2 separate regions of the Mus musculus genome follow, and region 1 is linked to region 2. The links are chromatin contacts, called in public Hi-C maps. All regions are on one chromosome and are shown on one strand. The core of a region is the stretch at or near the end of the contact, and the rest is flanking DNA. Distances in the headings are between cores, read along the strand shown. Region 1 overlaps Orc5 (origin recognition complex, subunit 5). Region 2 overlaps Reln (reelin).

Region 1 (5,320 bases), core at 749-3,248, 540 kb after region 2:
AAAGGTTAAATAATGTGGTTAGGGCCACAAAGAACAGTGATTTGGCTGTTCTCCCCGACCCCCACTCACAGTTGCCTGACTCCATGTCTTCGGAGCAAGTCCTACCTGCTGCCTTATGGAGACTTGGTCCTTCTATGACTTTCAGGTTTATTGCAGTGTGGCTTGGTATGCCACTGGCCTTTCCAGAGTTGTTGAAAAAGAATGCCCTCATTTATGAAGGCTGGTCATGGGTTGAAATGACAAGGAAGGAAGAGAGGAGGGTGGCCTTTAGCTGTGTGGTCTGGCTCTTGGTAAATTAAGAAATGTGTAAAGTGGAAGATTTACATAAGAAAACCTAAAAGCCCACAGTCACCATTCCCACCTCCACTTCTTTCAGATCAAGGTAGAGTACAAAGTATAAGCTGCCCCCTTAACAGAGATAGCTGCCTTACCAGCTAGCATGATTCTCAGTGTTAGATTTCTTCCTCTAATTGGAGAAATATGTCTTCTAAAGAGAAGATTTAATTTGCAGATGACCCTTGTTAAAATGCTAATATGTATATTAAGCTCTATTAGTCTTCATTTAAATAAATTGATCATATTACTGAGTCATTTAGCAAAGCTATTAGAAAGTAAATTACAAAACAGCAAACTTCTGAAGGCCCACATAGGGCAGGGAAAATGTAATTAGAGTATTGTTGAGGGAAGCTATTTCCAGGGCTAGTAATATGGTGTGATATGGTTCAGGACAGAAAATGTGCTATACAGGAGGCAGGTAACCAGCTGCCCTGAGGAGCAATGGTGTGGACACTAGAAACTCTGCCCCCTTCTCTTCCTATCTTCAGTTTCTCAGCTGCCAATTTCTGGTGTCAGTTTCTACCTCACACTTCAGCCTGAACCATGACTCAGCACCTGTGTAGCAAAACAGTAGGAGCCAAAATCTCATATCCCAGGAGGCACTGCTCCCAACGGCAACCTACAGGCCTGTCTCCTCTCCACAGAGCTCTGCATGTGGAAACCCAAGTGTGATTCTGTCCTGTGCTCAGCTCTTCCTGGGCACTGTCTTCACCAAACATGCTGTGAAGGGCAGGAAGAAACATGCTCACTGGCTGTGGTGCTGGCCTCCTGACTGTAAAGTTCCCATTTTACTCAGGAGACAAAACACAATTTTATTCCTCTTTGTATTCCTTACCTCAAATTAAGAGACAGAAATTAACTTGTTATTTTTGAAGAAGAAAGGGTCAGAAAATCACCACATGAAAAGACTTCGTACCTAGGAATGCTGACTGTGAGAATTTTTCTTCATAAAATGGAATGAAAGAGTAAAATATCTCCAAAATTTAAACTAAATTATAATTAAACTCTTTAAACCCATTCAGTTTTCAAGTATTCAGTGGTAACAGGAAACTATTTAGAAAATATGAACAAGTAAGGTGGTCAGAACCAAAGAACACAGCTAATGTAAGAGGAAGAATTTTATTGTGGCGCTCTCAAAATTCATCAACTCAAAAGAAAAATGGAAGGAAGGAACACAATACGTTGGTGAACTGGGAGTGACCAGTACTGTCAGGTTAGCAAGCAGAGTTAGACATGAAGCTGCTGTGTGCACAATGAACAAGCTGCCAGGTTTTGAGAAAACTAGGTAAGAAGATAAACATACACAGCACATACTTTAGCAACTATGATCTTTTAAAATAGTGGCCTTAGGAAATCTGCTTTGGCAAGAGCCAGCAGAGACTCCTGTGGAGAGGAAGTGAAAAGGCTGGGCAAATAAACAAGGGCTGCTGGCACGTTCAAAGCGCAGGGGATAGTTCATAGAGCAAAACACAGTCCTAAGTAAATGGGTTTCAGGCAATTTCAGTGTTAAGATAACATCATTAAGAGTAGAACAGATTGTGCTCAAACCCTGCTGTTTATAATTAACACGTTGCTTCCAAATACTCCTGGGCCCCTGGTAAACCGTCTTCTGCTCACAGCTACCCAGACCAATCAGAGGGTTTTCATCGGATTCCATGCTGGGCCAGCACCTGTTTGGACAAATCCAATCCAGCCAAAGAACTCCTTTCCCCGGCCAGCTGAGTATTTGGATGAACACAGCTTGGCTTAGTCATTGTCACAGTGTCCATATGGCTTTGAGGCTTGTTTTCACAAGAAATCATACAAGTATTTTATTATGTCAAAGTTCACCATCCTAGAAACAAAAACAGATAGCATGTTAGCCTCCCGTCTCGACTGCTCAGCTCTGAATGACTGCAAAGCAAACTACAACTGGACAATGCTGTCAGATGCACTAGAACTCATTTTGTTTTAAATGTAACTTACAAACACAACTTTTAAACCGTTTTGAGCCATTCATAAAGTACTTAAGACAAACACAAAGTCAGAGCCTCTCAACACTTTGTGTGTGAACTATACGGTACAAAGTTTAGACTTTATTTGAAAACTACTTGCTTTCTGCCTAATAATCAGGATGAAGTAATTAGAGATGCAGAAGTATTTAAATCTTGTTTGCTTCAGAACATTGTTTATCTTCCCAAACACCTGTTTTATCACCACATCATGCACAGCTCATCTGTCCTCATTTGTAGCTTTCATTATCTTCAGTCTTTTAGCAGCGGCTGACCTGTATGCGCATTTCAACTAAATCTGTATGATCCAAGAATATGGTACAACAGACGATGTAGATGTATATTTTTATACTCTGATGGCAGGCATTATAAAATAACAGAGGAAGAGACATATAATTATTTTCCTTTCTCCAAACTCATTCTTCACTATAAATATTCAGACTTGGAGGTTTATTATTTGAATAAATGTTCAAAATAATTAGATATAATGATCTAGCAATAAGTATAAAATTAAAGCCCTAAGTATTCAGTTCTGCAAGAATAATCATCCGCTTGAGAACAGCCTTTTCAAGTCACTAATTGCACATTCTTACTTATTAAACGATCATTAGTATTCTTTTTGTCTATCATTTTGTTATATACTTTCTAAAAAAGTTTCTACACAAATGACTGACAAGCCAAATATTTTTTAAATATATGGCTAGGGAATTATAAAGATTTTGAAACACATTTAAAAATAGCTCCATTTGTGAGATGCTCTGGCTACCGAGATACCCAACAGTGAAGAATACATTTACTATAACAAGTGCCTCCCTGAGAAATACGGAACCTTTCTAAGCAGCAAAACAGTGATCATTTCAATTAAGTCCTCTCAGGCACAAGGCTATAATGTGGCTATAATGTCACAACATGGTCCTTTCACTTACCTCTCAAACCTACTGCCAGTGAAGTCCCTATAGTAATGATCTTAAAATACCTTACAGTTAGTAACCTGACTTATGAATTGTCTTGAGGGAAACCAGAAATAGCAGGCTAGACTTTCTCATCCATGAGGAAGTGGAAAGGTGTATTTGTACAACTCTCTGAATACATTCCCCTGATGGCTTTGAATGGTCAACAAAGTAAAATCGATTTAATGCCTTACTTTTGCTTATTTGTTTGTTTTTGGTTTGGTTTTTTTGTTTTGTCCTTAGTGAAAACAAAAAGTCCTGAAGAAGTTAAAAAAAAAAAAAACCAACAAAAAACAACTAACACCAAACATAGGAGAATTTGTATATTCCAAAGCATATTATTCAATGGACTACTGCATGGGAGGCTAAATAATCAGTGTGACGACACATCTACAAGACTAGGAATGCACAGAGAACAGAGTCAAGAACACACAGGGAGGACACAGAGTCACAGTTTTGTGGCAGTAAACATTGAAAAATGTTTGCCCAAACAAATGAAAACAGATTACTTTGTGATAGGACTCTTTGTCTCAGTAAAAATTTGTGTTATTATGGCATAGTTTATACAACAAAATACTAATAGAATAAATGATATGATTTAAACACCTTAAGCAATTAAAAAAATTCATTTATAGACAATTCACTGTATTCTGTGTGTCTACTTTGTCAGTAAGCCATTCCTAAGAAAGCAAATCATACTATGTAATTTCTTCTTCTGAAAGATTTTTAGGACTGGGTTAAGAGCACACAGTGCTCTTGCAGAGGACCCGGGTTAGAGTTCTAACTCCCACACGTGGCTGGCTCACAACTACCTGTACATCTAGTTTCAGGGACCCATTACCTCTGGCTTCCGCAGTTATGTGCACTCATGTGCATATACCTGCACACAGGCACACACACCTAACTAAACAAAAGATTCATCTGTGGTCCCCACAAAGCCCAGAAGAGGGCGCTGAATCCACTGAAACTGAAGTATGAGCTGCCAGCCTGGCAGGTGATGGGAGCCTGAGCAAGGTCCTCTGCAAGAGCAGCAAATGCTCTTCCCTGCCCATGTGGTGAGATTTCATAGCTCCCCTCCAAAACCCAACAAATCATCAAGCAACAACAAAACCCAACATCTAAGTAACCAGGGAACTGTGTAGAAGATCACTACTTTATGCAGCATTTATCAAGCAAGGTATCCAATTACTTCCATGGTCCCCCCAGCTCTCAACAAACAGGTGACCTGCCAACTGACCCCTTATCTCTTCTGAAACAATTTAGAATTTCAACAGCATGACCACAGTGGCAATGCCAAGTACCAGGGTGCACACAGCACAGTAACTGAGGACAAACAAATCATGTTAAAGAAATCTTTGGTCTATGACAACTGTATACTTGCATTTGCTTCTGCCCTTTGAGTTTAGATGCACATTACACTCGTACACATACAATTTTAAGACTTCTGATAACATGCACATAGCCCAGGGTTCTGTTTCCCATGAAATACAAATTATTTTCTAAAGTAAGCAGCTAGAAAGAAATAGGATAAATACAATGTGAATGACAATTTCTCTAGGAGTAATTCTTTTTGTATCTATGAATATGTGGAAAATATGTACGTATGCAGGCTTGCACGTATATTAGCGCACATGTGCTGGCATGTGCACATGCAAGCTTGACATTGACACTGTGTGTCTCCCTTGATCAGGTTCTACTTTATTTACTGAGACTAAATCTAGTCCTCACCAATCCAGCTAGCCTAGCTAGGCAGCTCCACCCTGACATCATGACCCTGTCTCTCATGTGCTGGGATTACAGGCAGATGCCCCTTCTGCCCCGCCTTAGCCTGGTTCTGTTGTTCTGAACCTTTGTCCTGAAGCTTGCATGGAAATGCTTTACTCACTGAGATGCTGTCTCCCCAGCCCTCCTATGGGGAACTCTTAAATCAGAATTTATAAAAACAGAACTAAACCACATAACATACATTTAAGGGTTTAGTTTTATCTGTATCTTTTTATTTCACCTTGTAAATTCTTTTACTCATAGTAAAGACATTTTTGT
Region 2 (5,207 bases), core at 1,728-4,227:
GTGGCACCTGTTCAAACAGAATGTACTTACTTTATAGAATGCTTACCTTCTGCTTGCCCATCTTTTCCCCACAAATTCCACCCCCACTGACTAGTGTTAACTGTGACTGAGGTACAAAGAGTACTTCTGGAATTCTTCCTAATAAAGTACAAACTCACAGAAACACGAAAATGTGGCCCCAGAGAAACAGAGCTCCCCCCACCCCCCAGTCGTCCCCTCTGATTGTCCTCGAAGTGTCCTGTAAGGTGCCACAGGACTGGGATTCCTCAGGAACCCCCAGGGGTCTGCAATTCAGGGAAAGGGTCAAGACTGTACAACCATGGCATTCTCTTTCTGATTCCACTGCCTGAGAGCTTGGATAGCAGGCGTGTGCTACCATGCAATTTACATGGTGCTGGTGTGTGCAGTAAACTACATCCCAGGTGGAAATTTGATTGACTGAGTTTCTCAAATTCAATCATCTACAATGTTTTAAAAATATACTTAACAACACAATGTTGTTGAGAAAAATTAGACAGTTTCAAGAAGACCCCAAGAACTTAAAATGTACTGTAATCATTTGTGTACATAATACTATCACTTAAGTGTGTGCATGCTCATGTATGTATGTATGTACGTATGTATGTATGTATGTGTGTATGTATGTGTATGTGTTTGTATCTGTGCATATAAGCCAATGGTGGAGACTGAATATTTTCCTTTATTGCTTCTTGGGGACTGTCACTGAGCTTGAGGCCCCCCGATTAATCTAACTGGCTGGCTAGTGAGATCCAGCGATCTCTGCCTTCACAGAGTAGAACTATAGGAATATACAGCCATGCTTGGCCCTCTGTGTGGGTGATAGGAAGCTGAACTCAGGTTGCCAAGCTTGCCCAGTAAGAACTTTACTAAGCCATCCTCCCAAGCCCTGTGACACAGGTTCCAAACAGTCCCACTGCAGAGGCAGCCATGGACACCCAGGCTTCTGTACCTCGGTCTGGGCATGGGACACTTACCATAGCAGGAGTCTGTGACTGAGCAGGAGGCAGCAAAGTCTATCTGTAGGAATGAGTCCTCATTCACAGCGATGTCTGTCGTGACCACGTAACGGGTGCTGGCCTTTTCAATAAAGACCAGGGCATCGCCTGTGGAGCCACACACAGGCATCTTGGTGCCTCCTGGGTGAAGCAGCCACTTTCTGCTGTCCAGAGTTGAGAAATCATCTTCTAAGACTGTATTACCAGAGATATTTCCTCCAATAAGAATCTGAAATGCATTTTTAGAACACCCCAGATTTGGGTTTTAACATACAGAAGAGTTCAGTTGTTTTTGTTTATTTATTCTGCTCTGTCAGCCATCTCAGATCTGGTACTGTACAACTAGCATAATGGTAGGGGGTTTTCAGAATGCTCTTGTTTCTGTGGTCTGCTTGCCCATCTGGCAAGGAGCTACAGAAAACAAATCAAAGGACTGACAAAACTATTCACAGCCATTCGTGGGCCAAACTGTGCCATTGGAAAGCACATGTCCCCAAGCTGGGAGAGCAAAATTTGGCTCGCCTGTGATTGTTTTCCATGTGAAATTTCTATTTAAGGACAAACACGCCCTGAGGCATTTCAGTTTCAATTCTTTGCATGAACCCTACTATTTGTGAACAGGTTCTCCGAGTCCTGTTTGATACACTATATTATGTATGAAGATCCTTAGAGCAGTCCAGAAAGATGCTAGGGGAGATTTATTTATTTATTTTGCATCAAAGGCTGGAAAAGAGGATTTGAGAACAATTGCATGCGGCATCAATGCTAATTTGCATGCTTCCCTTTCTGGAGAATTATAACCTTGTATCACGCTTGATAAAGTCCCTCTGTCCATATGGCAGCATCCTCTCTGAACACAACCTAGGCCTTCTGTTGTGCCATTTACTTTTATAGGCTTAGGCAATTGAGGGGCTAGAGAATGAAAGGAAGTTAAACGCCACATCTAATCTAGCTGTGTGCCCTTGGGCAAGTCATTCGACTGTCTGGGCTTCCACCAGCCTGGGAGTTGGGCTAACATGCTTTCTAAGGTCATAAAAGTTACAGTAGATAATTCTGAAGAGACTGACCTGGTCGATCACCCAGGGGCTATAGAAGTGCCCATTTTCAGATGGCTGCCACCAGCGGAGGCGTGTCGAACCAGAACGGGCTTTCAGGGGCATTTCCAGGGCAATGTACCTGCCCACATTGCTGGAGTTGCTGAAGAGGAACTCTTGAAGAAGACTCCAGGAGAGGCCGCCATTGAGGGAGTACTGCAGAAGCACGGGCTGGCTCCTGGGGTCTGGAACACCTTTACCACATCCCAGTCTCATGAAGAACTGCACAAACCTGACACCAGAAGATCTTACTGTAGTCTTTTATTTTAAAGAGAGACCTGCATCGTTAACAAAAGTCAAGCACCCAGGCAGTACGGGGCAACGGATGATGTTAATAAACACGACGATTTAACGAGTGTCCAAACAATCACTTCAAAGCTTGATATTTTTCTGTCTTAATGTGAATGAGAGCTAATTAAATGTGAAGTGTGAAGAAAATGGAAATTCTGGCTCATGCTTGTATCTTGAATCTCTCCTCCAAGGAGCCAGAGCCAGAGGGAAGCCAGAGCCACTGCTTCTCTTGGCTACTTTATAAGATGTTGGGGGAGATCCAAAGGCTGTTCAAACCAGCAAGTGCACTGCCTGTCTGGTGAAGACAACTGAATCCCAGGCCTCAGGGCTTGGAACTAGAAATACGTATTTCTATATTTATATGTAAATAATACAGGTGCCACATTACTGGCAAAATTACCCACTCCCATCTTACCAATAGCTTTATAGATATTGTATCTCTTGGTTTAGGAGACACATTTACATGCAGGAGTTGTAGCTCCTCCTTTCAAAAAGACCAGGCCACTTGGAAGAGGTGTGTTAAGCTTAGGCCTCTTCTGTCTCTTGTGCCAGGGGAGGGTAAGCGTGAGTGTGGGTTGGTGGTGGTAGGCTTGCCAGACTCTGACTGTTGCTGGGTCTGGGTACGGATGATATGGCCTCTGAGAACTGTGGCGGCCATCCAGCAGCAGCTTTCCTAGCTGGCGGGGAGGTGGGCAGAGGGGCAGCGAGCAGCTGGGGTGCCAATGGAAACTGGCTCGCATGTTATCTTTGGCAAGCAAGCTGCTGGTGCCCAGTCTGGCCACTATTCTAACCGGTAAGGCAGAATAAATTTCATGTCAAATCTAACACACGTTTTCAATAATGTAACAGGGCTGATAATAAATGCTATCAGTATCATACACAAAGCCACTCATTGCTCAGGATCCTCCCAACCTCTGTTTATTTATATCATGGCCTTGAAAACACTCCGATCTTACACTGAACATTTTAAGGTCAATATATGCAAATCCCACACAGCATGTGACTGCATGAGCTATATAATGCAGCTTTTAACATCTGATTAATGGACACGTGCATTGTTAGTGCCTAGTGGTGTTCGCACAAACGAGAACAGTATTCATCTAGGAAAAACTAGGTGTACTATGTTTGTATCGGGAAGATGTTCGTATTAATTTAGTGATAATATAAACACCAAATTATTACTTAGAAAAATATATCTGAGTTACTTATTTGGAAAACTTAATAATTTCTAAATTAGAGAACATGGATGGTATTGAAGAACCTAGCATAAATAATATAAATGAAACTATGTATATTAGAATGGGATATAATAAAGTTTTGCTTTCAGTAACTATGAAATTTTTTATAGACTTGTATTTTCTGTGAATTATATTATTTATAATGAAAAATTGGGTTCAGGAAAAAGAGGGAAGGTTCAGATATATTTAAATGTACTATAAAATATTTTAAGACCATAAACATGACTTCCTTGTTCATTTAAAAATAGGTCAGGGCTACATTTTACACATGTTAAACTGTACATTATATTTTGCTGTTAGGGTTCTGGCTCGTCAAATGACCAAGGGATATATATTCTGACAGGGCATGACTCTCTGAGCCAGCTTAAAATGTGTTCTTTTCTGAGTGACTGTGCTCAATTTAGAAGATGACTTCTTATGGCTAGTGAGGCACTGGGAAATTGCTTATGAGCACCATGGACCATACTTCAAATATTCTCAACTAAATATTTGCTAATGAAGATAAACTTAATCATGAATAAGTTGAGGATGTATTTCTACTGAGCTTCTTACTAAGACAGTATAATAAATGTACATGTTCTCTTTATAGTTCAAGTGTTAATGAATATAGTCAGAAGAAGGAGGATAAAATAGATGCAATATTACTTTTTTGAAGTTAGAGTGAATTAAACACTGTTATTTTCTCAAGATTATAAAATAATCTTGTTTGTTTAGGTGTTTCACAGCTGATGTTGGTACTGAACGAACATAGGTCTTGAACTAGAAATTATGTGACCTGTGTCTTGTTGGGAACTTTGAGCAGAGCGATGCCAAGTATCAGCATGGAAGGTGTCACCCTTGAGAGTTCCTGGTTTCTTCTGCTTCATGTCCACAACTGTGTGCCACAATTACCTTGCATGTGATAAATCCAGGTCCCGTGTTACTAGCATGCGCAAGCCGTCCTCATTGAAGAAGAGGTTGTTCCCACTGGAAAGGATGCCACACTTACGAGACGGCTTCCCACCGCTCATCAGTAAGAATCGATCGGATTCCAGTTGACCTGAGAAAGTGGAAAATGTGGTTTACCTGTGACCATGAATACAGTTGTATTATATTTTCTTTTTCTTTTCTTTTTTAATTTAGCACTTTGTAATCAGTATATTAGACAGTCATACATTTAAGTAACTGCTTAAATTCTGATATCCAGATTTAAGCACATAAGCATGTGACTTCAAAACATACAACTAATTTATTCATAATTTGCTATACTACCAACATTAAATTGCAGTTACGTTGGAGCCTAAGTCGAATAGCAAGGGCTTATCATGGTTTGAGAAGGGGGAAAAGGTGATCATGTTTCCTGTGTGTATGTGTGTCTGTATATATGCATATATATACTCACATATGTAATATATATTTAAAATGGCACAGCAGAAGGGAATGCAGTCACTTATGATAAACTTCTTTAGGAATGTATCATTCCTATCACTAATGACATGGATGAAGTGGCTGAGGCAATACAATGCAAAAGCATCACAATTGATCACTCCATACAACCAGACAGACCAACATGTATCTAATTGTTTTCT

Evidence for each region. A called contact is a pair of places that touch in the nucleus more often than the background predicts.
Region 1: a Hi-C map of cerebellum shows a contact between it and region 2, with 1.7 times the contacts expected there. The contact joins two enhancer-like sites. A contact is called at or near these places in 2 of 484 Hi-C or Micro-C datasets (cerebellum and embryonic stem cells), 3 of 115 datasets of contacts at active chromatin or transcription factors (SST interneurons, T-cell acute lymphoblastic leukemia and embryonic stem cells) and 1 of 9 other capture datasets (embryonic stem cells).

What each region holds. Positions count from the first base shown.
Region 1 is chr5:22,485,048-22,490,367 of GRCm38.p6, forward strand. It overlaps Orc5 (origin recognition complex, subunit 5), which reads right to left. Exons shown (of 14, transcript NM_011959.3): 14 at 1,433-2,170. The coding sequence ends at 2,125. Among named protein-coding and RNA genes, the nearest start is that of Gm22887, 47 kb to the right of the region's middle. Within about 2 kb of position 1,999, at least 18 of the 459 cell types and tissues checked have an H3K27ac peak or open chromatin away from gene starts, as enhancers often do. A contact at or near this core is called in cerebellum, where this site is marked.
Region 2 is chr5:21,946,289-21,951,495 of GRCm38.p6, forward strand. Reln (reelin) reads right to left here. Exons shown (of 65, transcript NM_011261.2): 43 at 4,531-4,678; 44 at 2,084-2,342; 45 at 996-1,245. It also overlaps the pseudogene Dnaja1-ps. Among named protein-coding and RNA genes, the nearest start is that of Slc26a5, 83 kb to the left of the region's middle. Within about 2 kb of position 2,978, at least 12 of the 459 cell types and tissues checked have an H3K27ac peak or open chromatin away from gene starts, as enhancers often do. A contact at or near this core is called in cerebellum, where this site is marked.